2 separate regions of the Ctenopharyngodon idella genome follow, and region 2 is linked to region 1. Evidence: chromatin contacts called from public Hi-C data. All regions are on one chromosome and are shown on one strand. Each heading gives the region's core, a stretch centred on a gene start, on an enhancer-like site or on the middle of the called end of the contact. The rest is flanking DNA. Distances are from core to core; before and after follow the strand shown. Region 1 holds the start of cbx1a (chromobox homolog 1a (HP1 beta homolog Drosophila)). Region 2 holds the start of hoxb8a (homeobox B8a).

Region 1 (5,887 bases), core at 2,078-4,577:
CTGCAGTTCCCTCTTGCTTTCCTCCTCTTTTCATTTCTCACCCCTCACTCTGAGACCTACAGATCAATAAGTGTGATGGATTCAATTCAGTTGTGGGTTGTGGGTCCATGGTTACGAATGTCAACTGCTGCAGTGATGCAAAGAGCTGGACATTATAGACAGCCAGTGAATGTACATTTCAGTGTTACTAGTTTGGAAAATACTTGATTTGAGTAATTTCCAAATCTGGAAAAGTATGGAAAAAACATTTGTGTTTCCAGACTATTGCTCATTCAGATTTCTTAAATTAAAAATTTCTAAAAATGTATTTCATAGAAGCAGAGTGATTTCATGGCAAAAGTTTAGTGATCATTTAGTGATTGTCGAACACGAATAAATGAATTTAAGGTGCAGATTTTCATTACCCTAAACTGCATAAGCGAGTCTCACTATAAGAATGTTTACTCAAATGCCACTCAAACCAGCAACAGATAAAGCATCGACAAACAATCATCTAAATCAGACTGTACTTTGCTGTTTGGTGGTCGTGCCACATCAAACCACACTTACAGTATCATCTGAAGTGTCAGAGGTGAAGGTTATAAAGCATTTTAGGCTTCTCATCATGCAAGCACATGTATCAACCAATGAAAAAAACAAAGGAAAAAATACAGATGACTGTACTGTACATACCAAATATAATGCTGAAAATAATGCTGTGAACCATTTATGTTAAATATGGTCTGAAAAAAATCTACAGAGAAGTTTGGAAATTTGAATTATGAAATTTTACATGGAAAATGTGTAGGAACCCTGAACTCAACATTAACATAAAAAGTTTATGGCTAGTAAGTTTCTTTGTTTTATTTTTTGAAAGAAATCAATAATTTTATGAATCAAGGGAGCATCAAATTGATCGAAAGTGGCAGTAAAGATATTTATGTGAATTCTATTCACATTCTAATTCTATAACAAATAAATGCTGTTCTTTTGAACTTCTGAAAAAAATGCATCGTTTCAAACAAAAAAATTAAGCATCTGTTTTCAAATATATATTTTTCAATATATACTATTCAATATAGCCTAATAGTTTTCAAATATATTCTAATAAGTTAAATTTGTAATAATTTACCATTTTAAATTGCACATTACATAATACTATCAAAATTACTTAATATTTCATATATTACTGTTTTTACTGTAAACAAATAAATATAGCCTTGGTGATAATGGTGAGCATAAGAGATTTCTTTCAATATTAAAACTGAACTTTTGAACAGTAGTGCATGCAGAGGCCCCATAATGTATTTCGAGTTGACACTGACTAAATCACATAATGTATAAATGTCATTTATTAAGTTTGTCAAACTCAGTGGGACATATTTATTGATTTGATTGTGTGACTTGAGCAGTTAGTTAAAAGTATTTCTCAGAAAAGTGAAGTTCTGAGAAAACTCAGGTCTATCATTTATCTGATATTTTGTTATCTATCCAGACATTTTAAGCATATTTTAAGGCCATTGTAAGTAAACTGTATTTCACTGCAGTCTGTACCTCACCAGCAAAATAACAAAAAAAAGTCAGCAGATGATCATTGAGATATTACTATTGTAAAGTTTTTAATGAAATTAAGAGTCCTGTCCTGTATGTTCCATGGGGGCCATCAGCCATATATTAAGAGTAAGTTACATAGTTCATTATTAATGTATTCTGATTTCTTTTTAGCAGAATCTAGATTGACTGCCATTGTGCCACAACACCACGGTATGTATGAATTTTCAAATAATTCTTGACAATTTTTTGTTTTTTTTGCATCAGTTTATAAATATCTTTTGGAGAGAAAGGACAGAAGAGTTATAATTTCATATCCCCACCCTTGCAGACGCTGAATGAGACAATATAAATATCACCCTCTGTTTGCGGATGGTGTGGCTGGTTTGTTTGAGTAATGAGGTAATTAACTCAATCACGACACTCAGACAGATGATGAATTTTGTTAATGCTTCTCTTTTGTTCTCCACTCATTTCTGAGCAGGTCTTTTTCCTCTACATTAACCCGACATGTGCACACACACACACACACACACACACACACACACACACATACATACACAGCGTCTTCTGCCACTATTTGTGGAGTACAAGGTTGCAGCCATGCAAATGGGCCAGAGAGATGGAACTGCAACAGGACAAAACAAGATATAACAGAGGCTGTTTCTTATTCCCTGTGTTTATAAGGTCACATGCTCTTGTCCAGAGGGGCAAAGTGCACCACTGTGCAACAGTCTGGGATTCAATTGCAGATCTCTGTCTCTATATTTACCTCAAACACTGAGATAATGACAGGCTTTCAGGCTGTTTTCACATGGTTCAATTGCTTGGTCTGAACCAGAATTCACTCCCATCCTTCAGCAGGTGTCTTTTCAAATCGCACTTTTGGGTTTGAACCACATCAACCTGAGCACCATTGCAGTTTATCACTGTAACTAAGACACGATTTAGAAGGAAAATGGCAGTTTCACTCAGTTATTTAAGTATTTGCCCTTGATTTATTTAAAAAAAAAAAAAAAAAAAAAAAAACGTATGCGCACAGAATGGCACATGCATTTATCTGTTAAGGAGTGCAATACAAATGCTGCAAGGACAGCAAGGTGCTCTCTGAAAGCAATTTACACTATAGCAGCTAGAAATTCATAAGTGTGATGCTATTTATGTCATCAATAGCAGTTTGAAATGATTGCAAACAGTACCAAAGTTTAACATGAGCCAAAATCCAGACTTTAAACTTTCTGATGCCAAGGACCCTCAATGCTTTCAATATTTCTCACATACTGTTTAGAATATATTCAAAATAAGAATATAAGCACAGCCTTTATACAACTGAATGCCCATGTAGTTACCTGCATTTCCAACAGTCAACAGCTAATGAAATCTGGTCAGATCTCACACAGCCACATACTTTTTCTCAGATAAAATCTATAGGCCTAGTTATATCAATGTTCATAAATTTACTAAATATAACATTATATCCAGGTTGTTCAGTCCCGAGAAAAGCCATATTTGAGGCATTGAGGTTCCTCTGGTGGAAAATCTTTAGGCAATTACAAAAGTTCAGTTATCTGAGGAACCAAATGAATGATCTCACAAGTTCCTGCAAAATCTCTACAGAATGTCACATTGGTTTTTCCAGTTTTTACAATTATCAAGAAAAATGTTTTAAGCACTTAAATATCGAAATTCTTGAACAAACATTAGGATATTTGAGGCATTTTCGAAGGGTACCGAGGAACAACAAACATCTGTTAATTTTTACACTGCGCACGTAAAACTACAACTCCCAGGATGCACCACCCGCGTACGTAGAGAGTCACGTAACACGTTCCGTCGGAATTGGCGGGTTGCTGGAGCTTGCGTGTAGCGTTACCTTTGTCTGACCATCCAAGGAATCTCGATAAAATAATTGCAAACTCTTTTCACAGTCGATATATTCCAAACGTTTGTCGACACTTAAAGCTGCGCTATCTGCATTCAACCACCTCATTTGGTGTTATTTCGCCCTTAATTCCGTAATTCACAGGTAAGTGGCGCTGCATGCAGATTGTGTTATAAACTATAGAACTGACTAACGTTATGTATTGAGCAGTGTGGTTTATTTTTTTATAATTAACAGGTAGATGTTTGAGTACTTTAAACAACTAATTGCTCTTGAATGATATCTAGTCATATCTGAGATATTTTTGGTAGTTTTCTACACGGATCCAGGTCAACATGGAGAAGTGAGCGACCATGCTTTTGCAGCATTAGCCACAAGGCTAGTCGGTGTCTCGTATTTTAGGGCCATTTTTGGGTTTAATCAGTTAAATGTAATGTGCATTGGAACGTTTTATGCATCTATTTATCGGACAGCATACATGTTGTTGGTGTCATGGTAGCTTTTAGACTCAAAATTGTACGAGCAAAAGGGTTAGTGTAGTCCACCATCTCCGCGCGAGACAGAAACGCCTTCCTCGCGCACGCCTGGGGTTAAAAGAACTCGGGAACACTTTTTTTCCTTCTTTTTTTTTTTTAATTAAAAAAAAAGACATCTACATGGTGTTTGCAGTTGCATTTCTAATGTAACTTCACTTCACTGGTTTGTGGTTACTGTTGCAGCAGGGGAAGTGGGCCGAACATTCTGGCAAGGCGTCTGCGCGTGCACGTCGGAAGTTGAATTGAACATTTTAACTTAATGCTGTTTCTCTCACACTGTTTATAATAAGAAATAAAACAACGACGCGCACGATCTGCTTTGATTTAGAAGTGAAGAGATAAGATCAAGCGTTAAGAATAAAAAGGTGATTGCATTAATGTGACTTAAAAAAAAAAAAAAATCGAGGCTCTTGGCTTGGAGCTTAATGGGTTAGTGAAATGAAGTTTCTGTCATTAATTACTCAGCCTTCTACCGTTTCAAACCCGTAAGACCTTCGTTCATCTTCGGAACACAAATTAAGATATTTTTGATGAAATCCAAGAGGTTTTTATTTTTCCTCAATAGAAAGCAACGAAATTATCACATTCAAGGTCCATAAAAGTAGTAAAAACAAAGTTAAAATTGTCAACGTGACAACGGTTCAACCTTAATATAATGAAGCGACGAGAATATTTTTTGTGTGCAATAACAAAACAAAAATAACTGTATTCAACAAATTTATATCTCCCCTTTCATTCTTCTAAGCTGTTTTCATTGTAGCACTTCCAGGTTCTACGTCAGAACGCCGGCTCAGTATTGGCTGGCTCTGGTCACGTGAGCAGCACGACGCATGCGTATGATGCTGAGGCAGGAGCCGGCCAATAATGAGTAGGTGTTCTTACGCAGAACCTGGAAGTGCTGCAATGAAAATAGCGTAGAAGAATTAAAGGGAAGATACAAAAAGTTATTTTTGTTTTGTTATTGCGCACAAAAAGTATTCTCGTCGCTTCATTACATTAAGGTTGAACCACTGTAATCACATTGACTATTTTAACGATGTCCTTAATACCTTTGATGGTAATTACGTTGCTTTCTATAGGGGATAAAAAAAAAATTAAAAAAATCTTGGATTTCATCAAAAATATCTTAATTTGTTTTCCGAAGATGAACAAAGGACTTATGGGTGTGGAACGCATGAGGGTGAGTAATTAATGAGAGAAATTTCATTTTTGGGTGAACTAACCCTTTAAAGGTGCAGTAGGTGATCTGGGAAAATGCTAACTATAACCTGCTAGCATTGAAAGCGTAGGTCCCACCCTCCCTGCAAATAGCCGTCCAAAGCCACGCTGCGTCCAAAACACATGAATGTTATTGGGTTATATACATCATGTCATTCGCTGGTGAGAAAACTTTACAGTGAATAACAGAATAATGTTAACAACTTTTTAAAAACGGAATTAGATGCAGCAAGGATATGTTGGACATTTCTAACGTGACAGCTGATGAATAACTAGCAGCATTGAGCACAAAATAAACCACATCACTGTCTTTATAACCAGAAAGGTGATAGTATTTCAGCAAAAATACAATGTAAACATCGTCAGAATATCAAGCGAAGGAACAACGCACAACTATCTTTTGTGTTAAGGATGGCATGCACAATACACTGAGACGCTGAGGGTATTTTAATTGGAGGAAACAAGATGTTTTACTGTTTGTAGCAAGACTCAAATAATCGTTGACACATCTGGTGGTGGTGGTGGCCTTACGAAGGTGTGGATGTTGTAGTTTGCTCGTTAACTTTAAAAACAAAAACAGTTCCCGATTAGACGCTGGGTCCTGCTGTCGTTGAGCTAATTAGTAAAGGCACACAAACTGCATATGCTACATTATACGTTACATCAGAATCGAATCATACCATGTACTTACCTGTTTGGACTGAACACAATGATTGAATGA
Region 2 (6,222 bases), core at 1,621-4,120, 280 kb before region 1:
TCTTGAATCAAAATGAAGAAATGTGCAGCTCATATGTGGAAAGAAGAATTACTGCGAATAACCATGACTCATCTTTGCTTTGGCTCTCTTTTTAACGTATTATTTGATTCCCCTGTGATATTAATCGTGTTATATTTGGCAATAGCGCATCCTCCAGATGCAAGCTATGCATCAAGAACCAAGAAGGATATTTTGCCGGCAGAGGCGATGTATAATAAATTATGCAAACTAAAAGGGATAAGGTAGGTCTCTATGTTTCAGCATGGGTTGAAGTTCTAGATTGTCAATAAAGTAAGGCCAGAGTCCCACTGTGAAGAGAAACACTGTGAAATGCAGTTATCTTATTTGACAGTATTTTTGGAGCATTTTATTGTGAAATAAAAAGTAAACTGGTTTGACGTTAGATTTAGAGAGCCAGGATCTTACCTATTATCAAACTGAATTGAAAATTTGAAAGCGGAACGGAGGCGGCATTCAACAGATTGTAACAATTAAACATTTTTGAGGACATTGCCAGTTGTCCTGGTTCACAGATGTGTGCACGAATGCTCATTCGTCACATATTAATTCAGCAAGTCTGTCCTGATAATTCTGTGGGTGCAGAGTTATTTTGAGTCCTGCCACACCATTGACGCCCTTTATTTTGGTGTTTTGAAAGGAAACAAACTGCAGAAAGGATGTGCGCTCGATGTTCGGAGGAAATGGGAAGTCGACTGTCATAAAAAAGAGAAAGAAATTCAATGTGGTGTGCCGCAATAAAATAATATGACTGTAATAAAACTTTATAGGGTATAAATTTCTGAAGGTTAAGAACTAAATGGCTGTAAAGCAAACACTACGCCAGAAAAAAAGAAAGAAAACGTGAAAAACGTTTCAAGCTTCTAATAACTGTGAGGCAAAATAATTTGCGTAAACACTGCGTCTCCGTTGGGGGAGTCTGTTTTTTTTTCTTCTCTTTTCTCGCATTTGTCGTTTATTGTGTACAGCGTTTGTTCTTTCGACGTCCAGAGATTCCTTACAGAGTAGGGGGTCGGGATGGGTGAGATCTGGACTTCCACATGAGAGCCCTGAGTCCAATTCAATCGACGCCCACCCTTTGTTCCATTTCCGAACGCACTACAGGCCTTATAGCGGGCCATAAACTGCCACAAAAAGGATTTCTGGCGAGACGTCTGGGATGACCAACGTTAATTTGTTTACAACCTTTGGGACCGGGCTCGACTTCGCCATTTTGTGGGCACACATCCGATTGTGTCTTGGTAACAAAGGCCGGTTGCTAAAGAAAAAAAAAAAAAAAAAAAAATCACTAATACAGAACCGTCCTTTACATTACATTCTCTTGATTCTATAGAAGTTTATTGTCTTTATTATAGTTGTCAAATAGTAATAATATGTGAAGAATTATGGTAATTTTGTGATGTGTAGTTTCGTTGTCGTGTGCATTATCAATGATGTAAATAATAATGCAATAAAGCTTTTCGAATAAAAACCCAAATCTTTTTTCTTTCTTTTAAACAAAATGATTTTTTTTTAATCTCTGTTGTCGGAAGCTTACAGCCTGTCAGTATTGACAACTAACAAAAGGCAAGTCAACGAGATGATGATGATGATGATTATTACTCGAAGTAAACTAATTATTTTAGTGATGATGGTGGTACAATAATGCACAAGAACGCAGCCCAAATAGCCAAGAAAAGTAAGGATTTATGCATGGAATGTTACATCGTGGCCTGAATATTAAATTATTTTTCTTTCTAACAATCTGTAGCCTGTAATTACAATTAAAAAGTAGCAGAATCAACAAATTATTATTATTATTATTATTAGGCTATTAGTAGTAGTAGTAATAGCAGCACGCTTGGTAGTATAGTTAATAGTGGTAATAGTAGTGCATAAAAATAAATAAAACAAGTGCAACCCAAATAAAAAAAGTCTCATATATCACACACGGACGGAATGCTACGTTTGAGCCTTATTCTAAATCATAAATCTAATACAGTTAAAAAATATTAGCGAAATATTGGTAAGAAAGAAGCGTGACATTATTTCATTCTTTTTTTATGGTTTAAAATTGGGTAGTGTTAGTGTTCCAGCCCAATGTGAATTACTTTTCTAGATATGTTGAAAAAACACACAAGACTAGATCCTAGGGGTCGGTTTTAAATGGATTCCTTGTTATAGAGAATTAAAATAAGTACTTTACATCATTGAATTTGCACTTACTGAGCTGTTAATTCGCTCATTCTGTTTTTATGTCCGTTGTTTATAGAACCATTAGCTTTTGAACTTCCGTCTCATTACAGCTGAATTTGCTCATGGAGTAACACACAATTGCCGCTTGATGGCAATGTTGGTCCATCAAAAAGAGCCTGGCTGGCCACCCTCCACCCCCAAACCGGAAACACTGGGGCCAAAACATTTGCAGACATGTGCGGTATTACACTTGACTAAAGTAAGGTTCACAGAATTTCGCTCTGTCACAGCGGAGCTTTTGAAGGAAAAAAGAAGATCATTAACTTCAGAGGATTTTTAATCTATGTGATAAAGATCCAGAGAAACAAGTAGACTCTCTTTTCCTTTTTTTTTCTCTTTGAGTACTAACAAATGTATCTTTAAATTTTATGATATACAAATTTTAATACAATAAGCAAGATGTTTTTTTGTAATTATGTAAAATCCTAAACAAAATAGTTATTAAAAGTTTTCAGCTGGGCTTATTGTGAATTATTGGAGCAATGTTGAAATAAATTAAATCTCCATTTTTTTTATATGACTCAAAAATGTAGAGATGTTATGTTTCAGTGATAATTTAAAATGTATTATTTAAATAAAATATAAAATCACCACACAAAACTTGGGTTATAAAATGTTTTATTGACAGCAAAAACACTACTGCACTGAAACAAGAAAATGTACAACAACATACAATAGTGTGACGTTCTGTAAATTACATAATTCATTTAATTATTTACTGTTCACAACACAATGTCTGCATTATTTTGTGAATTTTACATACGAACCTATAGCATGCGAAATTGTAGGGAGGTTTTAATAAAGCCTCCGAGTTTTGCTAGTCAAACGGGGAGGTTCACGCTTGGTGAACTCATTGTCTTTTTTAAGAGAAGAAACGTTTAATAAGTGTAAAAACAAGATGTGCTTAACATTAACCCGTAACAGAAACATTAACATTGTACATAATCTATGTGTTGAAATGTAAATAGTCCGCGTCATATTCAAAATAAAGCAATAGAATTCATCACATTTAATACAAAATTGCTTTCAAATCCTCGACAGTAATTTATTATAGACGCAAATGAAGTTGTACAATGACAAGCAGCAGCATTAGTTCATATGTCATGATTTGAAAAATAAAGAACTTTTTTGTGCGTTATAGGTGATTCAGTATTTAAGGATACTTTAAATATTTGCAAATATTTTTTTTTCTAGAAAATATGATAAAAATATAATTCTATAATAATAATTATATAATTAGAATTCTATAATTTTCCCCGAAATCATAACGAATCCAGAAACATTTTAAACTGTTACGAACACGTAAATATATATTGTTTGTTTAATTATGTACAGCTATTTGTTTTTATTGCCTTTAGAAAACTATATGCATCCCTTGGATTTTCTAGATAATGTTAATCAGATTTACTTGTACTAATAATACTGGGAAACTGAACGGAAAACAAAACGAAAATGACAATTAAAGGACTTACTATTTCTGCATGTATAAAATTCGGAGTGAAGCATTTACAGTACTGGTCGCGCAACCTCATAAAAACCTAACAGCTTTTTGATGCACCACGTCAACAACAAACAGCAGGGGCGTTTATTGCATTTTATAGTTTGTAAAACCATTTACAACCACATTTGCCATTACACCTGACGTGCAGCTCCATGTCCACATCCTCATATCTCTGTAAATATATTAATGGAAATACATTGATCAAAATATCAAATATGGCCATCTTGCTTATTTTCGATGCGCGTGCTTCACTCGCTGCAGAGGATGCTTTTGCAAAATTAAGCAAGGTTTATATGATATGTTTAAACTGATACCAATTAAATCGTGTACCTTTTAAAATTGTCCGTCTCGACCCTGACATTTAAAAAAAAAAAAGACTCGACCTCGTTAGAGATTTGGAAATTAACGACTAAATACGCATCACTTTAGGTTGTCTGTGATGAACATGCAAAAAATCAATCTTTCAAAGGGGTTTGGAGTGGAGAAGTTGAGTGGGGGGAGGGGCAGAGGCTATGCACTTGATCTGATGCAAAGAGGCAGATTTCTCATTAACTTACCCGCTTGAACATATTAATGTGCATATTCTCCCCTCCTCTCTCTCCCTTGGCCCCCCTTCTCTCTCCTGCTACCTCGCGCTCTATCCCTCTCAGCTCTCTCTCACTCGCTTTCTCTTTTTCTCTCTTTTTCATTCTCCCGCTCCCTTCATATCAGAATCGCACAGAGCGGTGTCCGTGTGGGGATGCGAGAAGCCATTGCAACGAGGATCCGATAGAAGATGCAAATGATCCTGAAAACACACCGCAAAATATGAAACTACTCGTTTGCAGCCGAGTAAATCATAGAAAACTGGTTGGGAACTGGCACCGGAATTCACAGGGATTGTGATGCTGGAACTCTACACTGGGAACATGCCTATGGAAGCTTTAGATAAGTTGTTTTAACAAAGGTGTACAAACGCAAACCGTTCAGATATTGGAACTCCACGCTTCGCTGCTGCATTGTTTGTTACCTCAGTAACTGTGAAACTGACAAGTCTCTGAAGCTACAGCGCTGATATAAAGACATTCAAACGCAAACTCTTGTACAAAATCAGCACCAACAACAACATCAAAAGATGAGCTCATATTTCGTCAACTCTCTCTTCACTAAATACAAAAGTGGAGACACTCTGCGGCCGAACTATTACGAGTGCGGATTTGCTCAAGACCTAGGGACGAGACCCACCGTCGTGTACGGTCCAGGCACCGGGGCCACTTTCCAGCATGCCCCTCAGATTCAGGAGTTTTACCATCACGGCGCATCCACGCTCTCCGCAGCGCCTTACCAGCAGAGTCCCTGTGCGGTAACTTGTCACGGCGAGCCGGGAAACTTCTACAGTTATGATGCTCTCCAGAGGCAAACACTTTTCGGTGCTCAAGATGCCGACTTGGTTCAGTATAGCGACTGCAAACTCGCCACGGGGGGCATCGGCGACGAGACGGACAACACAGAACAGAGTCCGTCGCCCACACAGCTGTTCCCGTGGATGCGACCTCAAGGTGAGCCTGGTAGACAGTAAACCCGGTCAGCTCGCGTTGTGTGTGTCTGTGGAAGTGAGATAAAGCCTGAGTACGAAAAAAACTTAGGTTTAGAATTGCATTTCCTGTGTGCACGAGAAGAGGGGGGACAATAGTTGGTTTTATTGTTTTATGGTGTTCAAAACTTGTGAATCACTTTACAGTTTAATGACCCCGTCATAGAAAGGCAGGAGTGTGGGAGAGAAGAAGAAGAGGGCGAGAGAAAAGCCTTGGTGTTTCCATGTGTGAGACTTTGCCCCACAGCTGATCTCTCACTTCTCACCCAGGTCAAAGTTTTACTGCAGGCTTTAACGACTTACAGTGAGCCTCGAGTTTATTTCACTACACAGTGGTCGTTTCACAATGATTATGTCATTTATGGCTGTGCCTAATCCTTTGAACGTGTGAAACAGTATAGACTGATTTTGACGACTCAACTGTGGGGCTAGTGTTGCCCATTATTGTGTGCTAGTGTTGTGGTACTTACATTTTTAATAGTGGAGCTTTTTACATTAATTACTGTGTTAGACTGTGGGGAGTCTCTATGGTACACTCAAAGCCTAGACATAAACTAATAATGTAACGCGATTATGAACTGTAGATGTTTACTTTGCGTGGAAACTGTCTTTGTAGATTGTTGGTTCACAAATATGTTTGAACTTGATTGTAAAAATGACGATTTGGTGCGTGTTTCGAGCTCTGACTAACATCTGTGAACTTCTTTTTTGCCAGTAGCTGCCGGACGGAGGCGAGGCCGCCAGACCTATAGCCGCTATCAGACGCTCGAACTCGAGAAAGAGTTTCTCTTCAATCCCTACCTAACACGCAAGAGACGGATTGAGGTATCACACGCTTTGGGACTGACAGAACGACAAGTCAAAATCTGGTTTCAAAACCGTCGCATGAAATGGA

What was found. A called contact is a pair of places that touch in the nucleus more often than the background predicts.
Region 2: a contact with region 1 is called in a Hi-C map of muscle, with 5 times the contacts expected there. The contact joins the promoter of hoxb8a here to the promoter of cbx1a in region 1. A contact is called at or near these places in 2 of 2 Hi-C or Micro-C datasets (both in muscle).

Annotation. Positions count from the first base shown.
Region 1 is chr3:21,834,343-21,840,229 of HZGC01, reverse strand. It overlaps cbx1a (chromobox homolog 1a (HP1 beta homolog Drosophila)), which reads left to right and starts at 3,327. Exons shown (of 7, transcript XM_051886918.1): 1 at 3,327-3,556.
Region 2 is chr3:22,113,288-22,119,509 of HZGC01, reverse strand. hoxb8a (homeobox B8a) reads left to right here and starts at 2,870. Exons shown (of 2, transcript XM_051887934.1): 1 at 2,870-5,292; 2 at 6,043-6,222. The coding sequence starts at 4,869.